Regions from separate parts of the Gossypium hirsutum genome. Here region 1 is linked to region 2. A link is a contact called in public Hi-C data. All regions are on one chromosome and are shown on one strand. Each heading gives the region's core, a stretch centred on a gene start, on an enhancer-like site or on the middle of the called end of the contact. The rest is flanking DNA. Distances are from core to core; before and after follow the strand shown. Region 1 holds the start of LOC107909626 (protein PLASTID REDOX INSENSITIVE 2, chloroplastic). Region 2 holds the start of LOC107909663.

Region 1 (5,663 bases), core at 1,791-4,290, 220 kb before region 2:
GGAGCATGTGTATAAGACGAATAACATGATTCTCAAAGCCCCCGGAAAGGAGCATATCTGCTTCATCAAAAACCTGCCAATTATTGTAAACACACTTTTTCTTTTAAAAAAAGGCCTTGTAGTTTCCCAAATAACCAAAAGGAATATAAAGTAATGAGTGAGAAAACATACCACATACTTTACAGCACGAATGAAATCTGAACGATGATGTTTTTTGGGGTCTATACTGTTCAAAAGAGCAACTGGTGTTGACACAATAACATCCGGTTCATTCACCGGCCACCCCTGTAGTAAAGGGTCATATTTGTGACCATCAGATTTTATCAATAAAAAAGGAACAATGCCAAATATATACATGCACCTGAAAAAATTTAAAAGCACCCTCTAAGTTCCAATAACATTAAAAACCATGAATACTACCAATGCCAAAGAGATATGTGTTGATGTTCACAAAAATACCTGTCGACCACACACCGCTGCAACTCTGAGAAGTGGTCTACCATCACCGCCTGAAAGATCATTAGCCATTCGAACCACTTGTTCACAGAGCAATACATTTGGGCAAAGAACAATGGAGAAGGTACGTGAAGAAACAGTAGCTTTCTCCAAATCATTGTCCGCATCATGCCGAGCACCATAGAGCTTATCAATTAGAGGAACTAGATAACCATATGTTTTACCACTGCCAGTTTCTGCTGCAATTACTACATCTTTTCCGGAGAGAATAGATGGCATGCAGGCAGCCTATAATGATGCATAAGGGAAACCAAAAGCCACCAGTTAAAAGTGAGAAGGTCGAATAGAAAAAAACAAAAACAAAAAAAAACGAAGGTGATAAACTAACTATTGGCCTCAATAAACTAAAACTCCATGTCGAATTCAAACATATTGAGTACTAAATGATATATGCATTTGCTTTGTTGTTTTCGGTAATATGTTTAGAATAATAAAATATATGGATGTAAAAAAATTTTGTTCTACCCCTTTCAGATTTTGCTCTTTAACTGTCGGCAGCATCAAAATTGATTGAACAAAAACAAATAAGTAAAGAGCCAAGCCAACTCTAAAGTAAATACCAATCATTTTGTTCTTTAAAAAGGCATTGAACAGCAAAATTAACGAGAAATGGAGCTTAAATCACAAGGAATATATATGAATTCATCAAAAGAAGAAGGTGAAGCACCTGAACGAGGGAGGGCCTGTCGAAACCGGCATTGGAGAGAGCTTGAGAGATCCGATCAGATAAGCCTAGAGACTGCCAGGAAACAGTGTCTTCAGCAAAGAAGGTGTCCGTCCCAGTGTTCTTTGGAGAAGAGGCGGTAACAACGGCGCTACTGAAGGCCCTGGTTCGGCGGCTGTAGGATTGATTGAGCCAAATTCGGATTCGAGGAGATAGTGCGGAAGTACAGAGAAAAAAGGAGGGAGTGAAATGAGAGAGGAGCTTTGGGGTGGTGGTTGACAAACTGAAGGAATGGAGCATCGCAGTGGAGCGACGTAAAATCATTGCCACTGTTGAGATAAGCTTTTTCTATTTTTCTGGGGCTTTAAAACTGGCAGGAAGGGAGGAGATCAGGGTTTAGGGTTTAATCCTCTTCACCGCTGCTTAAGCCTTCTTTAGCCTTGTTTATAAGAGCCACAAACTACCTGTTCACTCGTAAGTCGTAACTAATGTTAAACCAAAGTACAAAAATTTTAAGAAAATGTGTGTATTTTGGGTAAATTGTGTTACACAAAATATTATTAAATTTGTAATAATTTATATGATTAATTAATGCTTTATGTAATTTATATAAAATATTGCTTAATTATATAAATTATTAATTACATAAAGCATTAATGAATCAAATAAATTATTATAAATTTATTAATATTTTGTAAACATAAAATAAAATTTTAATATTTTAAAAAATAAATAAATTAATTTTAATTTAATAGTTACAAATTGATGGACATTATTAAAGATAAAGAAAATTAACAATTTATTTAATTGAATTTAATGTTTTAAAATTTAAAATTTTAATATTAAAAATAAATTTAGAATTTTTGACAAGGATATAAATAAGTATAATTTAACAAAATTTTAATACATTATTTTAGTTTATATTGTTTTTTCACTTAATTCTTAATTTTTCTCAAACTAATACTTAAAACAAACAATTTTTTTGTCACCCATGTTGATTTACTAAAATGAAAATACTTAACTGATAAAAGTGTAAAAGAAAAATTGGTAACTAAAAGTTAGATAACCAACTCAATAAATTGCACCAATATTTTTTATAACACTTGAAATTATAAACCTCGAGTCTGACTCAATGGCTTTTTCACAATTTCTTTTTTTTTTAAAAACATTTTTCAACTGTAATAACAATAATAAATTAGCTTTTATAGCATTAGAAAAACATTTATGGTCGGAAAAATTGATGCTAAATAACAACCTTTTTATGAAAGAGAATAACATAAAATAGTTTGAAAATTATTTAATAGAAAAGTAGTATTTCGGTCTTTGACTTAAATACAACAGTGGTTAAAGTTCTTATTAGAGAATTAATTGGTACTGTTACCCCATCTTTTACTTATAATATGGTATAAAAAAACGAAAAGCAATATTTCATAAAAAAAATTCTCTTCGTTGCATATAGATGGCAATATCCGGCCTAGGGTTTTTTTTTTGTTAAAATGTGTTATAAGTCTTTATACTTTTCAAAAATTAGGAATTTAATCTATTTACTTTTTAGATTTCTGAATTCAAGTTCAACTATTAACCCTGTTATTTTTTAAAAAAAATTTATTGCTATGACATTTTTTAAATAAAAAAAACTCACTTGGTAGCTATGTAATTTTAAAAAACAAATTTGTAAATAACTTGAATTTAACAAAAAAATTAATAGTATTAACAGTGGGACCTGAATTTTGAAATCTGAAAAATAAAATGATTAAATTTCATGAAATAAAAATATAGGGATTAAATTATCAATTTTCAAAAAGCAAAGGGACTTGTGGAAGATTTTAACCTTTTTCTTTTTCTTTAACTGTAAAACTAAAAATAAAAAGCATAGGGGTTTTAGGATAAACGTTAAACCCCCGAAGGGTAGTAGAAGAACAAAAGAAGATAAGAGAGAGCAGAAAGAGATGGGTTCATTGAGCAAAGCTCTTCTCTCTTCCACGCTTCGCTCTCTTCCCTCCTTTTCTTCTCCCCCCACTCCCTTCTTCTCCTTTTCTTCTTCATATTCATTCACTCCAAATTCCCCTTCCTTTGCATTCAAAAGCTCCTTCACTTCTTCTTTAACTAGCAAAGCCCCCACACCCAATTCGCTCTCTTTCTCGTCCACCACCTTCATTTGCAAAGCTGCCGAGTACAAATTCCCTGACCCAATTCCCGAATTCGCTGATGCTGTAAGTTCCCCTTTCTTCCTCTCTTCCCTTTAGCATGCGGTCGCCTTCCAATAACTCGGGTATGACTTTATGTTAACGGATAATTCACTTGTTGGGTTTGTTTTTTTCATCTATGGTACTTCAGGAAACGGATAAATTTAGGTCGCATCTGCTCAACAAACTGTCCAAGAAGGATACTTATGAAGACTCGGTTGAAGAAGTTGTAGGAATCTGCACCGAGGTAGTCCTCTTTCTGTTTTCTAACAACATTTTCTTCTTATTTTGATTGTTGGTGGGGCGTGCGTATGATTGTTGTTTGAGTGGATATTGAAGATTACGCGTGATTAAATCTCTCTTCTTTCAGAATATGACATCCTATTCATAATTATCACGATGACACTTGCTAAAGAAACTAAAACAACAATTTTATCACAAGGTTTGAACTTTGAACTTCAAATGAGATTATTATGAATGAGAATGGCTTGGTTTTTCAGAACCTGTTTAAAATAGTTTCAATTGGTCAATTATGAAGTTGTCTGGGAAAACCTGACATTTTTTTTAGAAAACGGTGGAATATAAGCTCACCATCAATCTTTTGACCTTTTTTTTCTCTCAGATCCCTTTGTCTCATAGCTAGTGTGGTAATAACAGTTGGATCATATAGAACATACTCAGTCATAGGTAGCCCATTGTCCCAAAGAAAAGGAAGAAGAGGAAGTTAATCCTAGTACTGGCTTCGCATTGAAAAAATACACTGTTTCATAAGGATCTTTAAGTATGCATTCCTCTACTATTTGGCATATATTGGTTTACAATTAACCAAAGAATATTCCGTGGATAATGCCACTTGAACATGTTTGTATGTATCAAGGAACAGGCAGAATGCTTGATAAATTCTAGTGAATTGAATGGTGTCATTTCATTCAATCCTAAACTTGCTTACAATTACCTTAGGTAGCACACTCTAGAGATGCCATGAACAGAAGGGATTCATGAGCAGTAGTTACCCTTTGCTGTTTGTCGTTCATGAGCAGAATTCATTAAAATAGAGATAATTGTGTGTCATTTGTTTAGTTACATAATATCTGCGTAAATAGAAAACCTAGGTATGTAGTCAAAAGAGTTTAAACAAATGGAATAGCTTATCCATAAAGGGGAATAAATAATGAATGAAAAGGCCTCCTGTTTGTGTTTTGTTGCTGTCATCAGAGGCTGATTGTTGGGAGAATAAACGGAAAACAAGTCCTTTGTTCTTAGTGGCAAAGAACAATATACTAAACCAGTGCTTCTAATTGGTATGCAGTAATGGAATAAACATTTCATTTGAGCGCTATCATATTGTTGTGGTGATCTATCTAATTAGACAATCACTCAAATTATGTTGTTTCTGGTTTATTCTGAGCAGATATTTAGTACTTTCTTACATACTGAATACGGTGGTCCTGGGACACTCTTGGTCATACCTTTCATTGACATGGCTGATACTATAAATGAGCGTGGGTTGCCTGGAGGACCGCAAGCTGCACGTGCTGCAGTTAAATGGGCGCAAGATCATGTAGACAAGGACTGGAAAGAATGGACTGGCACCAATTAACATAGAATCTAAAAGCCTCCTTATATCAGGAATGTATGTTGTAAGAGCTAGTTCAGTATTGAAAATAGCATTTATTCTTACCCTGCTTCCTTTCGAGATTGAGGTGTCATTGTGATTCTGTGTCTGAGCCGGTTTTGTTATCGTATGTAGTTTTAAGGAAGCTTTGTATCAGATATCCATGACCAGAATATGATGCATAGACAATTTTGCAATTTTAAGCTGTTGATTTTTAAGTAGAAACTGTTGTATCACTGCCTTACAAATTTGAATACAAAGACAAGTTCATCCCCGTTATCACTTGGGTGTTCAGAGAACTTAAAACTTGTTCTTTGGATTAATATGAAAAAACCATGTTGCTCCAAATTGTTCACATCAGAAACAGAGAAAATAACTAAAACATGATTACATGACTAACCAGGAGGTATTTAGATTACTTAATAAGAAATAGAGCTTCGCAATCTATTGCAACCAGGTGGAAAACATTTACTGCTATACATTTTACATCCTACTAAGAAACAGTTAACAATGGACATCTGCCATAAACTAAACTTGTCTAATTGTATTTAAGGGAATCCAAGTTACAAATTTGATCGATTACGATCCATCATTTCTTCCCTATCAATGAATCGCTCCAAGAGCTCGCTCTCTTGCAAAACTAGGCAGTCTTCACTCTTCCCAAACCAGTCATAACGCCGCT
Region 2 (5,045 bases), core at 48-2,547:
AATTAACATGAGTTATTAAATTCAAGTAATCAATTTATAAGTTTATAATGTTCCGAATTCATAATAGAATCTTTAATCAGGAAACTTAATAATTTATTGAATGGATCTCTTTAATTCCACTTATAAAATATTATTTTCATTTAATAAAATATGATTAATAGAATTTTTAAATAAGAAGGGTTAAATTTATTAAATTATTTAGAATTAGGATCAAATCGATAGAATATGTAAGTATTGATGATTAAATGTGTTATTATACTGGTTAGAAAAAAGGCTTTCCGTTATCAATTTAACGATGAGTGACCAAAATATGAATAGATTCAAACGCTAGTGCCTAAATTGAAAAATTTTAAATTTGGTTATCAAAACAGAAACGCGAGCATAGTTTGGGTGATCATTTGTATAGTTTTTCCTAGATTTTTTGATGTGAAATTTAAACATTTTATTGAAATAATATTTTAATTAAAATATTTTTTATTAATAAATTATAATTAATAGATTTGCTTATATGAAATATCTATAATTTTATTTAAAATTTTAGACAATATGTTGTCATAGAGAACTAACTTAATAAATATGTATTCCACAACTATGGATGTTGCTGTAATCAATGAAAAATTGTTACAAAAGGGTGAAATAAAGTATAAAAAATTGATTCTACTAAAAATTTGATTATTATAACAAAATACTGTGATAGAGGATAATTGTTATAGACAGAGTTGATTGTGTAATTATTTTGAGAGTAAATAAATAAAATAGAATCAAATAATGTTAAAAAATTTAAGAAATGAAGATATAGTTTACGACTAAACCTGATCATGGGTCAGGCCACCCGTCTAGGCCTGAAGGCTCGTCCGAAAAATGAGAGGGTTTGGAATAAATATAGGCTCGAAAAATGAGTTTAGACAAAAAATAAGATCTGCTTTCTAAATGGACCGAGCCTCGGGTAAGTTTTTTTGGGCTGAGCCTGAACCTGACTAATGTTTTTTTTTTCATGTTATTTTTCTGTCATTTTGTTATTATATTTTTAATATATTTTCAAGTTTTTGGAAAATATCTATTTTAATATTTTGATGTACTTGATGTATTATATATTTTAAATTTATTTTTATATAAAAAATTTACTACAGACCAGGTTGGGCTCGAAATTAACATTTATTTATCTGAATTGAGATTGAACAAAATTTTAAACTCGTTTTTTAAACCGAATTTAAAAAACGAGTATACATTTTGACTTCGATCTTACCCGAACCAGACCCTGATAAGGTATATATAGTACACATTGGAGGAATAATACAACACGTGCCTTGAGACAAACATGGTAGGATTTGGTTTGCCCTCAACCGATCAAACTGGTTATCTATTTGTGTTCTTCCGTCACTTCGCCAGTTCACAAAATCGTAAATAAAGACAATTCTCACCAACGAAAAGAGGAAGACATTCAGTTATCAGATTTACCCTCAAAATCGTAAATAAAGATAATTCCCACCTACGAAAAGAGGAAGACATTCAGTTAGCAGATTTTACCTTGATAAATTATTCGATGATGTTTCCCAAATTTGTCTCATCATCAACTGGTTTTGATCTCAAATAAGTTAAAACAATTTCTATGGCAATAGCAGCAGCACCACCACTTAAGCTGTCTCCTTACTTAGATCCTCAACAACAGCCACGCTTACAAACCGAATTTAATCCCATAAAAAGGGTACCCTTCCTTTCATCTAGAAACCCTCTCCTTTGTGTCTGCAAACTCCATCGTTACAATTTCAAGTGTTGTCTCCCTTCTTCTTCCTCCACCAACTCCGTCACTCCAGCTCAATACTACTCCTTTCTCGATGAATCATATAGGGGAAGCCGTGTTTTAACCAATGAAGAGCTTGAAAAGCTCAAAGCTTTGGAGTCTTTCGTTTATCTTCAAGAGTTGGAATCTTGGTCGTTGTGGGTTCGGGTCATGAGGATTGAGGAGATGGATATGACTGTCGGGTTGTTGGCTTTGTCATTCGCTGAATCAATGCTCATGTCCTTGCAATACGAGGCTTTGTTGAGGTTCTTCGTGAAACAGTATTTGATTGAGAGGAGAGCTTCGATGCCACACGCTGTCACTCTTGTTGGGTTCTATAGAGAGGAAGGTGGGAAGAGAGGTGAGGAACTGGCTGGAACAGTGGAGGTTTGCTTTGACAAAAGGGGTGCTAACGCTTCTCCTCCTACACCTACGCCTCCCAGGAATTCTCCATATATTTGTAACATGACTGTCACAAAGGAGCTTAGAAGGTAAAGGGTTTCATTTGTTTTTCCTTCTACTTTTGTTTTAGTTTTCTGTATTCTTTATTTGGTGGATATTATTGGAACGGAATTATGACATGATGTTTTGTAATGTTAAAACCATATTATGCCTAAGTCTCTTAGTTATTGTGTTCAATTTAGTCCAAGTTGAGTTGTTCATTTGGATAATGGTGGCTGCACAATAGTAGGGTCAAAGATTATTGGTAGGTTAACCACCAATTGAAAGACAACGTGGTATTTGTAATGTTCAAGCCATTATGTAAAAAGTTACTCTTGTGGTCAATAAGCTTTCATTGCAGGTTGAGTTTTTCCTTTGTCAGTTTTTTCACATCTTTGTACAATGGCCTGTTCTTTGGCTCTAAAAATGGAAAAGAATTCGAGGCACAGAATACAAATTTTACAATTTGCTAAATCTGGGAATGATATTGATTGAATAATGTTGTAATGGTAATTCAGATCTCTTCCATTTAATTTGTCATGGAATTTTACATAGATGGAATTTAAATTTCATAGACAAGCTACTAGATTCTTTAAATTTAACCCTTTTTTTATGATTTTATTGTTATAGCTCTAAAAGTCTCAATGCTTGATTTTTCTTGGTTCCATGAATCCTTATTAATCTGCAAATTCAAAATTTTCTAGTTTGAGAATGGAATCAAGAGGCTGACTAATTCCATGCATGGTATTTGCTATACTGAATTGTTGCTCCAATCCTTTGTACTTTAATGGCTCTTATGAATTGTAATTATAAACATATTTTCTATGCACAGCTTGTTCAGTTTTTTTAAAAAAAACTCTCTTTTTTTTTCAATTTAATTAAATTGTTGGTGTTTGCATTTGAATCATTTAGGAGAGGCATCGGTTGGCATCTTCTCAAAGCAAGTGAGGAGCTAATATCCCAAATGACTTCTTCAAAAGAGATTTATTTGCATTGCAGAATGATTGATGAGGCTCCATTCAACATGTACATAAAAGCAGGATACAATGTTATTCAGACAGATAGTATCTTTATCTTGTTGACATTACAGAGACGTAAGCACTTGATGTGCAAGAAACTCCCTGTATCTAACAGTTTCCCAGAGCCAGATATGTCAGAATCCGGTGAGGAACCTTCCTCATAAACATATAAGTTGCAATCATACTGTAATCATAACCTTTTGAGCTACGAGCAGTTCAAGTCATACACGATACCTTTATGTTTATCTTGTTTAATGAAACTCTCACCTCCTCTTCTACTGTTACTGTTGTAAACCTGTCAATTTTTGCTGCTTTGAGATGATTTAGTTCTTGTATCTTTCTTCTGCACCGTCTCTTTTCATAGTCCCAAATGGAGTTCAGAAAGCTTGCTAGGATCATCCATTTGGGTGGATTTCGTACTAGGAACTTGATGGCTACTTACAATATCGCCTTGTGTTTAGTTTATCATGTGCATGGTAGAGCACACTTGAAAGGTAAATTGTATCCAGCATATCCATTGCTTTTGTCATTTTTTGTCAAGTTATTGTCTTTAGCTCGTAAACAAACTTCTAATGCACCTCCTCTCTCCTGCTTTGTTTACGTGTTCTTGAGCATGAACTTATGATCAGGAAAGGGAGAAAACGAAATGTCTTTCCATGTGCTTTTGTCATTGTTGGTACAAATGAAATTAAAGTAACTATTTGTTTACATTTTTTATTTTGGTGCAGAATAGTTTCTAAATCACTGTGTTTATACAATGTATAATGCATCGAATTAGCTACACCAAGCAAAATATTAGCAAACAAACTGGTGATACTGGACTAGAACTAAAAGTACTGAGGAAATATTATCTCTTAAAAAGTTTCAGTTCTCCAATAGTTTCCTTACCATGGAATGACTTTCGACGTGGTCCTACTAAAGTTGCTTTTGTTTTGACTCATAGATAACTCAAATACCTTATGTTTTCATGTATTTTATCCAATTGCCCTGGTAATAGTGTTTTTTCATAATTTGAAGTGTCCTTATTGTTGATATGATTTTAATTTTCCCAGCTGGTGAAAGATCCACATTTCTCAACCCATCCTAAAAGCCATGCCCTAGGCCTTTTGCATTTGTACAGAAAATCAGTTGAAGTTCTTTCAGACATTCTGACATTGAGGGCCTGTGTCTGCTCTCAACACGGACACAGCGTGATGCCAGGTTTGCAAACATAGCTATACATTCAATGGTGTATGAACTTCGAGCCATCTCTGGGTCGATCACCTTTCGTAATTTCTTCCTGTCATTCAGAATGTGCCTAACCTGAAACATGGACCACCCACCAACTAATATGTTGCAAGTCCTTGAAACTTTAGAACCATCTTCTCTTTGAATGAGAAGTTGTTATGACATACCTGGAGTACAAGGTTTCGGTCATTTGGTCCCTGGTTTAAGTCCACAGCTCTGCGTCCCGTCAAAAGCTCTAGAAGAACAACTCCGAATGCATAAACATCACTTTTTAAAGTTAATTTTCCTGTCTGTCACAAGAAAATCTAGTTTAGTTGAAGAAAATCTGACATCTAATATTATTTTATTGAAGGTTAAAGAATGATCTATTTGCTTATTAAAGTTCTTCTTTCTAATATTTTAGACTTACCAATACTTTTTGTTAGGAATTATCATAATAGTGATCTGTTTGCATTTTACAATCTCCTATAGAAGTCTTATGCTTTGTTAGATTTTTGGGTCATGTTTAGCTATGTGTTTGACACAGTGAACCAAAATACAACTCTAAAAGTCTCAAAGAAACATATATGGAAATTTTT

The links. Hi-C and Micro-C count contacts between places; a contact is called where the count stands out from the background.
Region 1: a Hi-C map of leaf shows a contact between it and region 2, with 2.5 times the contacts expected there. The contact joins the promoter of LOC107909626 here to the promoter of LOC107909663 in region 2. A contact is called at or near these places in 7 of 34 Hi-C or Micro-C datasets (hypocotyl and leaf).

Annotation. Positions count from the first base shown.
Region 1 is chrD02:62,323,690-62,329,352 of Gossypium_hirsutum_v2.1, reverse strand. It overlaps LOC107909626 (protein PLASTID REDOX INSENSITIVE 2, chloroplastic), which reads left to right and starts at 3,040. Exons shown (of 3, transcript XM_016837231.2): 1 at 3,040-3,393; 2 at 3,518-3,613; 3 at 4,778-5,178. The coding sequence starts at 3,130. The coding sequence ends at 4,966. It overlaps LOC107909624, which reads right to left. Exons shown (of 14, transcript XM_041088352.1): 14 at 5,369-5,663. The coding sequence ends at 5,545. LOC107909623 (DEAD-box ATP-dependent RNA helicase 22) reads right to left here and starts at 1,637. Exons shown (of 8, transcript XM_016837225.2): 1 at 1,184-1,637; 2 at 460-744; 3 at 172-285; 4 at 1-73. The coding sequence starts at 1,504.
Region 2 is chrD02:62,099,391-62,104,435 of Gossypium_hirsutum_v2.1, reverse strand. LOC107909663 reads left to right here and starts at 1,297. Exons shown (of 3, transcript XM_016837279.2): 1 at 1,297-2,271; 2 at 3,134-3,384; 3 at 4,293-4,424. The coding sequence starts at 1,610. The coding sequence ends at 4,327. It overlaps LOC107909662 (probable serine/threonine-protein kinase PBL28), which reads right to left. Exons shown (of 7, transcript XM_016837276.2): 6 at 4,635-4,757; 7 at 4,078-4,542. The coding sequence ends at 4,324.